Regions from separate parts of the Mus musculus genome. Here region 1 is linked to region 2. The links are chromatin contacts, called in public promoter capture Hi-C maps. All regions are on one chromosome and are shown on one strand. Each heading gives the region's core, a stretch centred on a gene start, on an enhancer-like site or on the middle of the called end of the contact. The rest is flanking DNA. Distances are from core to core; before and after follow the strand shown.

Region 1 (3,288 bases), core at 5-2,504, 300 kb after region 2:
GTATCACTTTGGGTGTCTCTGCTGGCTAATGTGTGGTGGCATGCTCAGTACCTATTTGAAGAATTCTCATTTCTGCTCAAACCAGAAGATTGAAACAAATTCTGTCAAAAGCTGTAAGTACTGTGGAAAAATAGTTTTCAGTTTAATAATTGGAAAAGAGAAGGAGAAATAGAAGCTAAGTGTAGTTCTGAGGATTCAAGTCTCCAGTTACTGAGAAAATCACAGGCTGGAAGATAGCTTGGCCAATCCATATGCTGCCTCAGCCATTATCCTCTTCAGCAGTTGGCTCTGTAGAATACGACGACATTTAATAATACTGGATAAGGAGGTTGTTCTGCTTAAAAATATATCTTTTAAAATGCATATGCCTTTTCAATTCGTATATAATTGATATAAGTATAAAGTTTTAGCTAAATGGTCATTCTCAGACTTTATTAAAGGAAATAAACTCATCAAATGCTTGTGGATTGGAGACTGGGAAGATGGCTCAGTTGATAAAGTGCTTGGGAGGCAAGCATAAGGACTGAGCTCAGACGCTGAGCATGCACATAAGAAGCCAATGTGGCATCGTGTGACTGTAATCCCAGCCCCGAGGAGACAAGGCCCATGGGGCTTGTAAACCTGCCTGGGATTGCTCAGTGAGTTCCCAGACTGTCATAAAAACATGGTGGGAAGTGACTGAGGAAGACACTAGCCTCCACACATAGGTACATATGTGCATGCTAATACCATACAATATTCATGCAAGTGCATGCTTGCGTGCGCGCGCACACACACACACACACACACACACACACACACACACACACACAGAGAGAGAGAGAGAGAGAGAGAGAAAGAGAGAGAGGGAGAGAGAGTGTGTGTGTTAGTTTATGAATTAAACAAATTAGCATTTCTTAAATAAAGGGCAACACATATCACATATTTGGGGTTACTGCTCTCTAAATAGGGTGTGCCTTGGTACACAATAGAGGAGATATGCAAACACTTATGGGGGAAGGGTCATTTTAGGAAGAACCACTTTCCTGCTTCCTTTCCCCAGCTCCATTATAGGACAAACCAGAATTAATGGGAAATCTCATAATTTGAGCCACAGGTCTGAAGAGGAACTTGGAAGGAGAGAAAATGAGGGAGATAACAAGGGATAAAAAGGCAGAAGTTGAGAAAGGAGGCCGGGGAGAGGGGCTTCTAGATGCATCAGAGTAGGCCTTTCCAGGAGCCCAAGGAGACTCTCTTGTGCCACCTTCTGAGAACAACGTGTAAATGCACCATAGAGATCTTATTCTCATGGACTGTACTGCTCTTTTAAATGGTTAGTATACAGTAAGAGTTTCCTAATGATGTTCTGCTATATTAATAGGTTGGTGCCCGGTGCATTTGGCATCAGAGAGGTTTCATCTAGCAGCGGATGGAAACAGATGCAGAGACCCACAGACAAACAGTAAGAGGAGCTTGGAGAATCCTGTAGAAGCCAGGCAGGAAGGATTGTAGGAGCCAGAGGGGCTAAGGACACCACAAGAAAACCTACAGAATCAACTAACCTGGGTCCATAGGAGCTCACAGAGGCTGAACTGACAATCATGGAGCCTGCACGAGACTGACCTAGGCCCTCTGCATATATATGTTAGAGCTGTGTAGCTCGGTCTTCATGTGCTACTCCTTCTTTTCTGACTCTTTTGCCTGTCTTTGGGAACCTTTTCCTTAGTCTGGTTGCCTCAATCGCCTTAATACGAGAGGAGGTGTCTTGTTTTACTGCAACTTGATATGCCATGTTTGGTTGATATCCGTGGGAGGCCTCCCTTTTCTGAAGAGAAATGAAAGGTTGGGGGAAAAGGGAGATGGGAGGGGAGGGACTAGGAGGAAAGGAAGGAGGGGAAACTGTGGTTGGGATGTAAACAAATAATTAAAGAGTTTAGAGTAGCAAACAAGGAAAAGATACAGCATTGAAAGATAGTTTGAGAAAATGTTTAATATTTTCATGAAGAGATATTTATGCACTGTGTGTATATATTTGAATGAGAGATGCAGGAAACAGAAAAAGGGCATAGTAACCTTTTACTATAAAAACCAACACACACACACACACACACACACACACACACACACACACACACACCCATCCACAGACAGGCAAGCTGTGGACTGAAACTCTTTAAGAAAGTGATAGAGCCGGGTGTGGTGGCGCATGCCTTTAATCCCAGCACTTGGGAGGCAGAGTCAGGCGGATTTCTGAGTTCGAGGCCAGCCTGGTCTACAAAGTGAGTTCCAGGACAGCCAGCGCTACACAGAGAAACCCTGTCTCGAGAAAAAAAAGAAAGAAAGAAAGAAAGAAAGAAAGAAAGAAAGAAAGAAAGAAAGAAAGAAAGAAAGAAAGAAAGGTGATAGACTTCTAGGCACTGGATTTACATATTATACAGTAGCACATAGACAAAACCCCTCTCATACACTCCTTATCCCCATAGGAAAATATGTGGCATAAAAATCTATCAAAATCAGTTAATTGGGTAATATCAAATTAATCTTATATAAAGCCTTACTGCATACGGTTCTCATGCTAGAGATGTAATAGTGTGAGCAGCCTAAGCAGGCATCGCCTGTGCCCTGACAAAGGTGTCAGCCCTGCCGAGGGGCAGATGGAGCAGGTTCAGGCTGACATGGTGATAAATGTTGTGACCATGTAGTAAAGAAGCTATGGTGATGGAGAAACCATGGCCTGGTTCCCAGAGTGATGGCAGCCTCTGGGGGAAACCCGAGTTCACAGATAGAAGACAGGTCAAGCAGTTGAAGCTAGAGAGTTCCCCCAAAAAGACCATGATAGTTTGGAAGCTTCCAGAAGGAAGGTCAGCTGGGGAAACAGACAGCACACTGCTGGGTGATGTCGATTCTGTGCCTGCAGTGTCTAGAGTTTGTGTGAATGGAAGTGAGGAGAGGGAAGGATGGAGTAGTGTAGCTGCCTGAGGCCACACGAACTGGGTTCCTGAGTGGGAGGCCAGAGCTGTAAGAGAGAGACCGGCGAGAGAAGAGACAAGGCCAAGACAGATGCTGATCAAAGCCCAATGTTTACTAAAATTCTGTGCTTATAAAGGGGGAAGCCCATCTCCCGATGATCCATTCTGGATGCCTGACGCCAGCCTGTAAGCCATTTGTCTGACAGCACTAAGTTGGCAGAAGGTGTCAATCACTGGGTTGCCTGCTGTCTCAGGAATTTCTCAGGAAGGCAGGTTCAGCCTCTCAGCAGGTAGCAGGGTCTTGGAGATGAACAGTGCTGATGACAGAACAATAGAACCA
Region 2 (3,263 bases), core at 358-2,857:
CTTTAATTTGTCTAAAAAGCCACAATCAGACATATTTGAAAGTAGTTATTTCTTTCTCTGTAAACACTAGACCAGTCAAAGCAATGAGGTAGGAGTGGAAATCCTAGTTAAAAGAATCCAAAGGCAACTGCCTTCTGTGTTTCATCTACTTGATTATAAGATGGAGCGGGTGGCCTGCCATAATGTGTTTCAATATTTGGAAACAGCTTGTGAGGATCTTGGATTTGAGGAGGAACAACTGGGAAAATGGAGTCCTCAGTTGGGTTGGAAAAATAAGAATAAGTGAAACCAGGGCCTCCAGATGTCTTTGGACAAGGACTGCAAACATCCAAGAATAGAGAGACAAGGAGGCAGGCGGCCGACATGGGCCCCACTGCCATTGCAAGGGGTGCTCTGAGAGGCATATGCTAGCTGTCATGTGTGAATTATCCGAGTCATTGCCAACAGACTTTGTTGATGAGGATGGGAGCGGCTAATGTTTATTTTGGGCCCTGTCACATGGCAGCACATGTGGATCTCTTGACTCCAAAGATGATTCGCACTTAGAGATTGAGAGGACCTTGGCTGTGGGTCCGCTGCTCCTTTTTATACAGAAAACTATCCTGAATTTGACACTGAGTGGTACTTGCTACAGGTAAAACCCTGAGCTATAGGTCTCAGATAATCGCTGAGGTGATAAGGGTATACCGCCATATCACCTGGGTATTCACACCGCAGGCAGGTGTGCTCTTTGGTAACCTTCTTACATATATGACATTCTCTAGACCACTCTTCCTAGCACATGTCTAACAAAACTCACTTGTCCCAGGTTTCTGGCTTCTGTCAGGTGAAAGGATTATGTTAGAGAATCTGAGAAGGGGTTTGTTTTATATCCAGAGAACACTGGGCTCAGAGTAGGAAGTCTTAGATCCTGGCCCTGGTTTTGCTAGCTATGAATGGACTCTTAAACCCTCTCAACACAAAAGAACAAGGGTTTAAGACTCCAGAGGGTTTTTAAGATGACAGACTGGGATAAGGGATAAAGAGTGGGTATCTTGGTCCCTACAGGATCATTAACGTGCTGTGCGCATGAGCTGGCCCTGAGCTTGTCTGCACTTCAGTTACTTTGATGATGTTTAAGGGAGATTCCAGGCACCCCAGTTGCATGGGGGGGGGGGGAGACCTTTGGGTTTTGTGGTTCTCTTGATGTCCACCTTCAGCTTACCTAGCACCGTTCAGCATAGAGACCAACACTTTTCTGTTTTTTTTTTTTTTTTTTTTTTTTTGCTTACATTGCACCGGCCTTGATCACTGTTCTTCAGAATATTTAAAGTGAGTTAGAAACATTAGCTGTTGGGACAGTGCCAGTGCCATCTCTTCTGGCAGCTGAGGGAGGGAACTCTTAATTTGATTTCCTTTGTTATGCCTTTGAGAGCCTCTGTACAGACTGTCAATTAGCACTCTATTTTTGGTGATGCAGATAAAGATCTTTGACTGATTACAAACCCCAGTTTGAGGGTGAACTGGTTCATTCCCCTGCTTGTGAGAAGAACAGTTCTCCACACCATACACAAATGGGCCCCGGGGGCCTCGAAGGTGTTTCTGGTCAAAACTGTGAGTAAGGCAAGATGTTTGCCACAGAAGCGGAAGCAGGCTGACTGACATGGTCAGGAAAGATAGCTGAAAGGGGAAGGTGCTAAAATGCAGCTGCATCCTGGCTGTAAGGAGTACCTTCCACGTTCTTGTTTTCTTGTGTGTGTGTGTGTGTGTGTGTGTGTGTGTGTGTGTGTGTGTTTGTGCCCATGTGCTTTGATATGAAGTATCTTCCTTAATCATCCTCCACCCTCTTTTGAGACAGTGTCTCACTGAACTTGAACCTGAGCAGCCAGCCAGTGACACCTAGGACGTCCCTCTTTCTGCTTACCCCACAAGCTGAGGTTGCAGACATGTGCTTTCTTGGAAAGGGTGGGTGCTAGAGATCCAAACACAGACCTACGTGGTTTTTTGGCAAGCACTTCACTGACTGAACCATCTGCCTAGCCTGTTTTAGCCTCCTTCAACCAGATTATTACATCTTAATGAAGAAATTAACTACATACATTGAATAAGTTCTCTATTCTTTATACTTCTGTTCTCTGGATTTCCCAGAGAACACACTCCTTGGCCAAAGATGTTCCCCCCAACCCCCGCAACTGAGAACAGGTTGAAAAATTCAAGAAGCCTCTAGGAAGTCCTGAGATGGTGATGTAGTCTGTGCACTGCACGGGAACAAGATGGCGGCTAGCCATACTGCAGGCTAGCAGCCTCCACCTCCTGGGAGCATGAGTAGGGGCAGTATTGACAAAGGCCTCTTGTCTATAATCTTGTGCCTATGCTTCTGAACTTCCAAGAGAAGGATAGCCTTAATCCCTGCATCACCCAGGAGTACCTCGTAGGTGCCCGTGGTGTTGGAGAGTGAGTGCCAGGCCTCATATACTGACGGGTTCCACCCCTGAGCTGCACTTCCGCTCTGCTCTTGGTTGCCTGAGGTGGACACAGAAACCTTTCCCGCTACGGCTGGTTCTTGAGCTTTCCTCCAGTTCCCCCCCCCCCACACACACACACTTCACAGAGGCCGCCATCTTCCTGTCGTGACTATCCCATCGGTCTTCTCTCCAGCACAAGCCTTACTCTACTGAGCTCAGGATCCCTGAAGGTTCAGGTGCGGTGTCACACGTCAGATTTTCTAAGAGTGTGTTCTCAGGCCATTTGCTCTCAGCTCATGTCAATTTCAACGAAAGAGGAGTCTGTGGTCAACTATGTACTGGGTTTGAATCCAGGGTCCCGTGCATGCTTGGCAACCACTCTGCCACTGACTTGTGAGTGCTTATAGCTGGGATGGAAATATAGTAGCAGGGGAGCAGAAGGAGTGGGAGGAAAGAGAGCAGGGGATGGATTTGATCAACATCCTCTGTGTGCTTGTATAACAAACACTCTCAAACAAACAGTAGCAAATATATTCAAGATGTGCCTGAAGTGACAGTTACCACTCTAAGAGCACAGTTCTTCACCTTAGGTATGTTCAGGGCCCTGCAGACATTACACCATCCGTATCCAGTTTCTGTCATCCAGCCTGTACCAGGGTTAGAATGCCGTTTGCAGCCTGGGAAACCTCCATCCCACTTCTGGCATCTATGAGTTTTAGCGCTTCAGGCAGCTCACCTGAGTGGATAGCTAGCTGCCTCCTCGCCCTGTGACTTTTTTTAATTTTTAGAGAGTCTAGCCATGGGGTTCAGTCTTTCCTT

What was found. Promoter capture Hi-C pulls out the DNA fragments that hold promoters and counts their contacts.
Region 1: a promoter capture Hi-C map of the HPC-7 cell line shows a contact between it and region 2. The contact joins two enhancer-like sites. A contact is called at or near these places in 10 of 39 promoter capture datasets (the C10 cell line, the HPC-7 cell line, cranial neural crest and 5 more), 2 of 484 Hi-C or Micro-C datasets (the AtT-20 cell line and the HPC-7 cell line) and 1 of 115 datasets of contacts at active chromatin or transcription factors (fibro-adipogenic progenitors).

The regions. Positions count from the first base shown.
Region 1 is chr4:12,022,632-12,025,919 of GRCm38.p6, forward strand. No RefSeq gene overlaps it. Among named protein-coding and RNA genes, the nearest start is that of Gm46844, 10 kb to the left of the region's middle. Within about 2 kb of position 1,255, at least 11 of the 459 cell types and tissues checked have an H3K27ac peak or open chromatin away from gene starts, as enhancers often do. A contact at or near this core is called in the HPC-7 cell line, where this site is marked.
Region 2 is chr4:11,719,939-11,723,201 of GRCm38.p6, forward strand. No RefSeq gene overlaps it. Among named protein-coding and RNA genes, the nearest start is that of Gem, 17 kb to the left of the region's middle. Within about 2 kb of position 1,608, at least 100 of the 459 cell types and tissues checked have an H3K27ac peak or open chromatin away from gene starts, as enhancers often do. A contact at or near this core is called in the HPC-7 cell line, where this site is marked.